2 separate regions of the Mus musculus genome follow, and region 1 is linked to region 2. A link is a contact called in public Hi-C data. All regions are on one chromosome and are shown on one strand. Each heading gives the region's core, a stretch centred on a gene start, on an enhancer-like site or on the middle of the called end of the contact. The rest is flanking DNA. Distances are from core to core; before and after follow the strand shown.

What was found. A called contact is a pair of places that touch in the nucleus more often than the background predicts.
Region 1: a contact with region 2 is called in a Hi-C map of uterus, with 3 times the contacts expected there. The contact joins two enhancer-like sites. A contact is called at or near these places in 16 of 484 Hi-C or Micro-C datasets (the C2C12 cell line, the HL-1 cell line, the N1E-115 cell line and 10 more), 5 of 115 datasets of contacts at active chromatin or transcription factors (astrocytes, bone marrow-derived macrophages, embryonic stem cells and 1 more) and 3 of 9 other capture datasets (adipose tissue, liver and pancreatic islet).

What each region holds. Positions count from the first base shown.
Region 1 is chr8:25,573,452-25,578,471 of GRCm38.p6, reverse strand. Fgfr1 (fibroblast growth factor receptor 1) reads right to left here. Exons shown (of 18, transcript NM_010206.3): 17 at 4,821-4,926; 18 at 2,754-4,727. The coding sequence ends at 4,551. Among named protein-coding and RNA genes, the nearest start is that of Gm16159, 20 kb to the right of the region's middle. Within about 2 kb of position 3,176, at least 52 of the 459 cell types and tissues checked have an H3K27ac peak or open chromatin away from gene starts, as enhancers often do. A contact at or near this core is called in bone marrow-derived macrophages, neural progenitor cells and uterus, where this site is marked.
Region 2 is chr8:25,464,159-25,469,174 of GRCm38.p6, reverse strand. Gm31045 (a long non-coding RNA gene) reads left to right here. Exons shown (of 4, transcript XR_378820.2): 3 at 4,018-4,265. Among named protein-coding and RNA genes, the nearest start is that of Gm30978, 12 kb to the right of the region's middle. Within about 2 kb of position 3,499, at least 250 of the 459 cell types and tissues checked have an H3K27ac peak or open chromatin away from gene starts, as enhancers often do. A contact at or near this core is called in bone marrow-derived macrophages, neural progenitor cells and uterus, where this site is marked.

The sequences.
Region 1 (5,020 bases), core at 1,927-4,426, 110 kb before region 2:
CCTGTTTGTGTGAACTTGGGGAGGGGACTGAGCAGGGGTGGGGGTGGGGCTGTGGTTTCTAGGCAAGCACTGGCATTGAGCTGTATGTATTCCCCTGCCCTTTCTTTCACTTTTGTAAATGGCAAGGTAAGATCGGAATTGCCCAGGCTAGCCTTGAATTTTCAGCCTCCCTCACCGCATCTCCCAAGTAGCTAGGATTATGTAGACTTTATGTTACCAGGCCCAATTGGATGTGGACCTTTTAAGAGGAAATATATTTCACAATGGAGTCAGCTTGGCACCTTAAATACCTCTCTCTGCCTCCTGTGGCTTGGAATTGTTAGCCAGAACATGGAGACTCCCCAAACCACCTTTAAGAGCACCTGGCCGGCCTTTGTAGAGGGACTCCTCAGTAGAACAGTACCGTGCCCGAGGACCAGGACGGACGTGCTTCCCAGGAAAGCACAACTTCTTAGAGAAGTTAAACAGATAGTGATGCTGGAGGGACTGTCCCGTCAGAAGACCACTAAATCCTGCAGAGGGTCAGTGTCTGGTTCCCAGCACCCACATGGTCGCCACGACCAATTTCTAACTCCAGTTCTACAGAATCCAGCAACCTCTTCTGAACTTCACAGGTACCATTCATGGTGCACACACACACACACACATATATAAACAAAACACTTATATGCCAGACCGTGGTGGCACGTACCTTTAATTCAAGCACTCTGGAAGGAGAGGCCGGTGGCTCTTTGTGAGTTGGGAGTCCAGGCTGGTCTACAGAGTGAGTTCCAGGACAGCCAGAGCTACACAGTGAGACCCTATCTCGAAACAAACAAGACACAGACATCTCCACCCACTTCCCAGGCCTTGAACTCAGGAGTGCTGGGATTATAGGTGTGTGCCACTACCACATAGCCAATGAACTCCTTAATCATCATTCAAGCAACTGGACTACACCCCAGCCCAGAGCATGTACCTCCTCAAAATGCTCCCTAGTCATGGAGGACCAGTCCCACCCAGTGTGCTAATCAACTGACTTCTGTAGGCTGTGTTCATACACCACTCTGGGAAGCTGCCATTGCTCTAATCTAAGGTATCTCACAATACAACTTCCGTCTGGAAGTGGTGGGTTTTTAAACTTAGTGCATACTATAGATGTGTAATATGGGAAAGGGATTAGCTACTTAACTGGCTTAATCCTCTCATCTCCCTGATGCACGTGGATTCCTTCTGGCCTTCTCAATGAGCAAATGGAAGTAGTTAAGTCATGGAGTCTGGCCATTGAGGACTCCACCTGTGCCCCGACCCACCCCACTCCCATCCCCCATTTTACTTTTTTGGAGACAGGGTATCACCATGCAATCTTGGTTGACCTAGAACTCAATATATAGACCAGGCTGGCCTTGAATTTAAGAGATCCACTGGCTTCTGCCCCCTGAGTTCAGGATTAAAGACCATCACCTTTTGTTTTCAAAATTTGGGTTACTAGGCCATAACCCCAGGCTGACACACATACTTTCCTTTAGAGAGCCAGTTTCAGCACACCACTGGAACCTCCGACAGCACGGCAATTGAATGCATTGCTTCTGTGCACCAGGACATGCACGTACCCAGCAGGCAGTAAAGATTCTGAATGCTGCTGTGTGTCAAACAAGAGGGAACCAGTTCCAGAGTCCTTCATAACTTCAGTGTGTTCTGGTTCGTTTAATTTCCTTTTAGACAAGAGTCTCACTGTGCATCTTCAGCAGGCCCTGAACTCACGATGTAGACCAAGTTGTCCCTGAACTCAAGATCTACCGGTCTCTGCCTTCTGAGTCTGGGATTACAGGCATTCACTACCAGGACCAGCCAACTTCAGGGTTCTTGCTGGTCTACTCCCTTCTTGGTTTCTACATGCCATGTTGCTTCAAAGCCCTCCATTCTCCCTCCCAGCTATTTCCTGCATATGTGGTGGAACCAAGCTCTACCAGCTGCTAACAGCTGCTAACAAGCTCATTGGGTACAGTTTTAAGCTCTAACATGCGCCTGTAGCGACATTAGACACAGCACACATTCTACACAGAATTGTAATAGTTGTTGCTGCTACTTAATAGTATGGCCCTGCACTTGTGCCATGTCCAATTCTGTACAAGACATATTGGTCATGTCCAGAGTCTGACAATGCTATATCCAGGCCAAAAGTTCCCGCTTGCAGGTAGGTCTGTTACTTCAGAGGACAGTGGCTCTGACAGTATAACCTAACACTGTCTGTGTGTAGGAGGATATTTTAGCTTGCTGGCTCCACCCAGTGGCAGTTGATAAACAGAGTTCATTACCATTAAGGCCGATTTCTTACTTCATCTATGTTCAATCTTACTTACCTGAAATCGATACATTACATTAACAGAGCCAGGGGACTGATGGCCTTTAGCCTATGGCAATTAGAAAAGATGGGGAAGCAGTATTGATTGATGCCTGGGCCATATTTTAACCCCCAGGAAACCAGACAGATGCTGTGCTCTGACAGTAACATCTTCATTCTGTAAGCTGGGTTCCCCCTCCCACGAGACCTAATCTGGTCCTCTAAGTGAAATAGCCATTTCATTTCCCTTCATGTCAATGTCACTACTTTCTATTTGATAGCCACCCCTGTCCCAGGGGCCGTCTGCGGGCAATCTGAATAGTAACAGAGGGGACTTCAGTTCCTTCCAGTTCCTAGCTCCTCTCCTTGAGTCACACTAAGCCCTTTCTGTGTTCTCCTTCCATCCACACAGCAGTGAGTCAAGTAGACCTGAGGCAGAAATAATGTTCAGTTTTAACAAGAGAAAGAAAAAAAAAAAAAACCACTATGATACACGGTCTCCAAGAAAATGAGTTTGTGCTAAATTCATTCCCTAGCCCTCTTTGCCAAATGATGTCTTCTTTCAGCATAAAAACCATTCATAATATTTTGACAGTTACATGTGTACAGAGAGAAACAACGATAAGAACTCTTATGACAATGACCCAAACCACAGCTGCCAAAACTGCATTTAAAGAAGCAGCCCTAACCCCTACAGATGAAATCATACTGAACAGGTTTGTATTCAGCAGACCCAGAAAAAAAAGACCAACCAACCAACCAAACAAACAAACAAAAAACAAAAACAAACCCTCTAAGGCTTGAGTGGTGTGGGTTTGAATAAGAGACCAAGGTACCAAAGCAACCAGCAGGTGGCAGAATTGAGTTGCCAAGTTGACCCCAACCAAAGAGATCGTTTTCTGTTTCCTGAGGGATGGGTGGAGTTTGTGAAGGAAAAACTATAGGAAGCCAAGCTCAGGGACAGACCCAACTGGGTAACAGAGACCAACAGGGAAGGGGAGGATATTTACAGGAGAGGAATATGAGGAGTAGGTTGGGGAAGATAGACAAGACATCTGAATGTACAGGGTCTAGGGTTTGGGTTTCTGTCCAGTTCTACCCTCTGGCTAACCTCATCCTCTCACTCTCTCCTCCGAGGAAACAATCAAGTGTGCGAGCTTGGCTCTCTGCCCTCAGGACCTCAGTCTTCTCCTGCTGTTCCCAATGCATCGGGAGATAGAAGGCTTGGCTGGGAGGTCTGGGGCACAATCCAGGAGACAGAGGTCATGGGGGGCAGGGGGAAGACCAGCTCATGGCCCTTTACCCCCTGTCTCCCTCCTCTGCGCTGGACACCTGCTCTCTTTTCACACGCCCAGGATAAAAATGAAGCAGCAGCAATTTTTTATTGAGGGAAACCTAAACTGAAAATAGGTTTAAAACATAATTTAAAAAAATAAAACAGCAAAAGTAGCAAAAAAATATATGACCTTTTAAAAAACATTTTCCTTTTTTTTTTCTTTCTGTTCGTTTGTTTTTAATATATAGCAACGGATGCTACCCTGGGCGTCTCCCCCATGGGTAAATCTCTAGTAACGACCCTTTTTAAAAAGACATGTAAATATATACTCAAGATTTATACACTTTGTGTTTTTCTTCATAGCTATGTACAGAGCCCCAAGTCTAGGGCTCAGCCCAAGGGCACATCACGGCTCCCAGTCTCTGCCTCCCTGTCTTCTGGTACCAGGCAGGTATTTGGTCAGCAAAGCAAATTAGTATTGGAATTAAGAAGCTACTGGTACCATCCATCTGGAGCAGAGGTTGCCTTCGGTTAAGGCCTAAACAGAAACCTCACGGCTTCCAGGAGCCCCAAGGCCCCTGCCGCCAGAACAGAAGGGGCTGATGGGTCAACAGGAATGCCCCGGATGCTCCACTTGCTTCCGCTCTGCACACCTCCAAGCAGTGCCAGGCAGCGGGGCGGGTCTTGGTCCAACACCTGGGAAGGAGGATGCGGCCGTCGGCAAGCACCTGCCTCTTGGCTCCTCTCTCACACAGCAGGCTAAGAAGAGGGAGAAGAGGGGTCTTGGGGGTGATGGAGGGGGAAGGCCACAACACAGGAAGGCCTCAGTCAGGCACTGGCTCTTGCCAGCGGCAAAGGAGGAGGAGAAAGGCAGTGTGTCCAACAAGGGGATTGTGGGTGAGGGGCACGGGTGACGACGGAATGGGAGAAAACTGGGGACAGGGTTGGTAGTCAGCGCCGTTTGAGTCCACTGTTGGCAAGCTGGGTGGGGTGTCGAGGCAGACAGGGCTCCTCAGGTAACGGCTCATGAGAGAAGACAGAGTCCTCCCCTGAGGAGCAGGTGGAGCTCCGTGTGTCGGGAAAGCTGGGTGAGTACTGGTCCAGCGGTATGGACAGGTCCAGATACTCCTGTGACAGAAAGGGATCGGTGGGTGGCACCCAAACCTTCCCAGGAGCCTATGTGACAGAGGCCCAAGTTCCAACCCCGGGGGACAGCCCTACCTGGTTGGAGGTCAAGGCCACAATGCGGTCCAGGTCTTCCACCAACTGCTTGAACGTAGGTCTCTGAGAGGGCACTGCATGCCAGCAGTCCCGCATCATCATGTACCTGAAGCAGGATGGTGAGGTTAGAGAGAGAGGAAGGACCAGGGCAGAGCTGGACCAGAGGGCTTGGGGAGGGATGGACAGGGAGGCCACTTCTC
Region 2 (5,016 bases), core at 2,250-4,749:
GTGCATCTCCCCTCCCCTTTACACTGGAGTAGCTAGATGCAAGGAAGCATACTACATGGGCTTTCTGGCATGGTTTGCTGCCCAGCTCAGTGATCCTGCTGGAAAGAGGGAAGTCAAGACAGAGGGAACACTGAGTCAGACTGAGTCTTGGCTGACATGAGTTTAGCCTTAATCTCATTAAGCCAGAATCCATCTGCTCCTGGACATTTTTTAGTTTCAAGAGCTAAATAAGTCACTTTTCTTTTTGCTGGTTTGAGTCAGGCTTCAGTCACTTACAGTGAAGGATCATGATTAAACCTTTCTCCTTTCAGTCTCCGTCCCCACTTCCCAGAGCCTCAGATCCTCAAGGATTAGATAAAGTACCAAGCCAGGAGGAACACAGCAGCCAGCCTTGCCAGCCTCATAGCTAATCATGTAAGGAGACTACAACATGCCTACTGCTCTGGCTGCTGAGAGCCATGGCTGTTTAATCTCTGAGTTTTAGCTAGTCTACTAAGGATGGCTTGGTCTCATTCAGGTTTGTTATGTTGTTTTGTGTGTGTGTGTGTGTGTGTGTGTGTATGCACATGTATGTACTTGGTGTATGTATGTGTGCATGTGTGTATTGCATATGTGTGCATGTGTGTATGTATGTGTACATGCACAGGTATGTATGTGCCTTCTTGCACATGTGTATACACATGTGTGCATATATGTATTTGCATGCACATGTGTATATACATGTGTGAAGTTGTATGTTTTTCTTCTTAGCTTGTACGGTAGTTGTAAGACTCAGATAGGATTAGAGTAGGCATTTACTACCCTTTACAGTTCGTCCCAGTGTCTTCTCTCCCCTCTCTGACTCAGTGTGTGACTTAAGGGTCTGAGTATCTTTGAACTTTCAGCATCCTGGATACATAACAGGGTGAGGACACAGTTGCCAGAAACTTGCCTTTCTTTTAATTGATTTCATCTGTGTAAGTGAGACATCTCACTCACTGAATAATTTTTTGTCACATGTTTATGCAAATCACGATTTGTCTTTGAGCTGACAGCCCCAGTCCTTGCTTTGTTCCGGATGTTGCAGCAGAGGCCAAATGTGCCATGTTCTCTCTTGTGATGGCTGCCAGTTCTCCAAATGTCATAACAGACATTTCACAAGGGAGCCAGTGCCTGTGTTGAGGGCAGCCAGGAAGCATCTATGAGCTTGGTTTTTGTTTTCGTCCTCTTTCTTTTTGTGATACATTTTAACTTTATTGAATTTGTAAAAAAACATTCTTATCAGTCAACATAGATGACTAAAAAATTGTTTTTTTTTTTCTAGTCCAATTCTACTTTTTTTGCAGTGAGCAGTAACTAAATTCATGTATTTCCACCCACACTTTCCCGTGGACATGTTTTTCCAGATTTTAAAATATAGGCTACCCCTTTTAATTTTTTTAATACAAAATACTATTATATTTTATATTGATTTTTTTTGAGAGAGAGAGTGAGTCTCATTATGTAGCCCAGCTCAGCTGGGAACTCACAAAAATCTGTCTGCCTCTGCCTTCTGAGTGCTGGGAATAAAGGTGTATGCCACCATACCCAGGGCTTAAATTTTCTTTTAAAGCTAGTAATTACCATTTTGGGGGTCACTATTTATAGATACTGTCTTCGATTTGTGGGCATACCATGATATTTCTCTAATTAATTAATAAGTTTTCCAGGTAGCTTATAGCTTTTTAAAAATACTTATTGTATATAACCCCCAAATAAACAAGTTTGTAAATATATTTGTTTATGTTCAAGGAAACCTTTGGTGGCTCTACTCTGTTCATGTGCTATACCCAAGGGACTCTTCCGATGTCAACATCTCTTGTATCAATAGTCTGCCAGCTACACGTGACATCTTCCTGACCCCTCTCTATGGCATGTTTTTTTTTTTGGTTTTGTTTTGTTTTGTTTTTTGTTTTTAACCAGAGTTCTCTTGAATATGGGATTGACTGAGATATAAGAGGAGCCCAGCTCCAGACCAGTTCTGACAGCGATGTCCTTCCCTTTCTCTTTTCTCCTGATGCCCAGAGCATCTTAGTAGATTCCATCATCAATGACAAAATGTTATTGGAGTGTAGGGCCTTTGAAGTCTCTAGATAAATGAGATAATAAACCTCTGCTCCCCAGGGATACAGAGAAAGGTATGAGACTACTGAATGGTCTCAGCAGTGCTGTAGACATAGTACCTGCTTAGTTAATATGGAATAGGAACAATTAACCCATTGCCAGAAGCCCCTCTTTGAAGTTTGGGTCAACTCTGAGCCATATGGGAATCAGTGGATGTGACAATTAAAACTCATACCCAACCTCAGACCTGATCTTCAGAGTTAATAGGTTTGGGGCTGGTGAGATGGCTCAACAGGTAAGAGCACCTGATTGCTCTTCTGAAGGTCCTGAGTTCAAATTCCGGCAACCACATGGTGGCTCACAACCATCTGTAACGAGATCTGACTCCCTCTTCTGGTGTGTCTGAAGACAGCTACAGTGTACTTACATATAATAAAAACATAAATAAATCTTTTAAAAAAAGAGTTAATAGGTTCAAGCTCTTCACCCTCACTTAGCCATTTTTCTTGAACTGCTAAAGTCAACCCCCTATTTTATCCATTCCTTTTCGTGGAAACTGAGCCGTGAGGACAACGTGGCCACCAAGCTGATGGCTAAGGGAAGGAAAACATCAGCAATCCCGTGAAGGTGACACTTCTGTGGTGTCCCAGAAGCAAATTCTGAATCATGTAGGTCAGGGCTGCCAAAAGGCCTGGCTGGTGCAGGGAGAGACTTCTGATCTGGGTGGGGCAAGAAGGGGAGGGGGGAGGTGGGGCAGGGAGGAGGGAAAGGAGTCAAGGAGTCAAGTGAATCTAGGTCTAGGGCTGTCTGGTACAGTGCTTGCTGCCTTCTAGGTTATTTAACCATTCCAGCCATTAAGACAAGCCCCTTTTGCACGGGGCTGCTCTGAGTGCATTTTAGTTGAAAGATGCAACGTCATCTCATTCCTTCTGGGAAAGGAGAAAGGACCCACTGTATACTCAGACACCGATCGAGGATGCCGTGCCAGCCTCAGTTGCACCTCGCTGTCCTAGGCCGCAGCGGTGGTGTTTGGCTATGGTCCCCTCTGCAAAATGCAAGGGGGTCCGGGTTGACGGATTTCAGAAGTCCTCTCCTCCCGCTGCCTGAAGAATTCCGCGCTGCTGCTCCACAGGGGGTGGGGGAGGGGAAGTGTTCCGCAGGAAGAAGGGACAGATGGCTCCCGCTGGACTGTGTTCAGAAATGTGGTGTGTGATATACAGCGTGAATGAAGTGTGGTGCCCTTTAAACACAGCCTCCCCCCTGCGCTCCACTCTGCCTGGCTCCCTGATTCTCATTCACAGTACACCATCACTCTCCCACGGGCAAACCTCAGATACTTTTGCGCTGGAGCATACACATACACCAGCAGACTCTGACACACACTCGGTGACTCACCGCTGAGCCATCAGTACACACAGAGGGTGACTCAGCAGGGACCCTCATAGGCAGGCTCACACTCAACTGCAGTTGATGTGCACAGAGGGCCTCTGCAGCAGCGGTAGGCAATCCCACCTCCCACTGGGGTCCTTGGTTGAGAGTCTCTCGGAGGCCTGCAAATGATTTGCATTCTTGGCTCCTTGGAACTGCCTGTTCTTTGTCTTGTGTTTATGGCTCAACCGTTTCCCTACCTTGTTCCCCCCACTGGCTGGTTTGGGAGCTCAGCAAGCAATCCAACAGTCCCTGGCCAGCCAAAGAGGCTTTTGTTTCTAAGAAACTTCTTAGCTCTTCATGAGTTCTTTCCCCACAGGGTCTCATCCCTCCCTGGCCTGGATACCTCTGGCCCAGCTTCCCAGGGTCCATGATTGGCAAGTCTCCACTATTCATGCCCTTTGAGTGGTACCTTTCACAAGATGAGGGGGACCGAGGGTGGGCCACACATGTTGAGGGTGGATAACTGGATGGAAGATGGTCTCTGAGGGCCCCCTCTCTTCCTAGTAGTCCAGACAGATGCTTCTTGGACACTGTCTTGGTACTGAGCAAGACCAGCTCTCTCTTCCTGACGATCAGAGAAGCGACGGTATTATATGTCTCCGTATGATGGACAGCCTTATGGGCCTCAGCTCCCACATGGACCTACCGCAGAGTGAGCGATATAGGCTCAAAGAACAGCAGGCAGAAGATGGGACTCCAAGCAACCAGGTATCTTGGCTGGCACATGGCTTCTGTTGTGGTTCAATCTGAAGGTGAGAAAGTCCTGATGCTGCCTCGGACCTGCTTTTCGCCTCTCTCACGGGATGTCACAAATAAAAGATGGGAGCAGAGAAGATCGAGGGAGGGAATAGTCAGTTGTGGTCAGGTGCTTCAAGCTTTGTCTATTTCTCCAATCCCCACACCCCCAACTCCCCACCACCCCCAGTGTGCCTCTCTTCAGTACTGGAGCATATGACATACTAGCTAGGTGAGTGCTGTTGTATACCACTGAGTCCCATTCTTAGCTCATCTCAACCTAATAGCCCTGTAGCCCCACTAACATTACCCACTTGAGCCTGGTCCCTTTGGCTATCCAATGCCCACAGACCCCTCTCTGTCCTTTCAGAAGATGTGGTTACAGGAGCAGATAAAACCTGTATTGTGACCAGGCCTTGGGACACAAAGTGGTACCCAAGAAACAGTAGGGAAAGATGCCAAAGACATGTGCTGCCTTCGGTTGGGAAGTGGGAGGGGTTTGCTCTAGGTCCTCCCTGACTACAGCAACAGAGTCCTAGATGAGTCCCTTCTCCAGACTGCATAGCACTAGGCTGAGTGCTGTCCTGGGAGCAGGAGTGGGCTATCTACTCAGGAATCCTGGCTAGGTGATGCTCCATGGGACTCTCCTCTTCTCTGATACCTTCCCCATGATTTATGCCTAGAAACACAGGCATGCACATACTAGCTGCTTTGAGCTCAGGATTGAAATGCCTTTCAGCTCTAAAATTTTGAGCTTGGTAGGCTTTG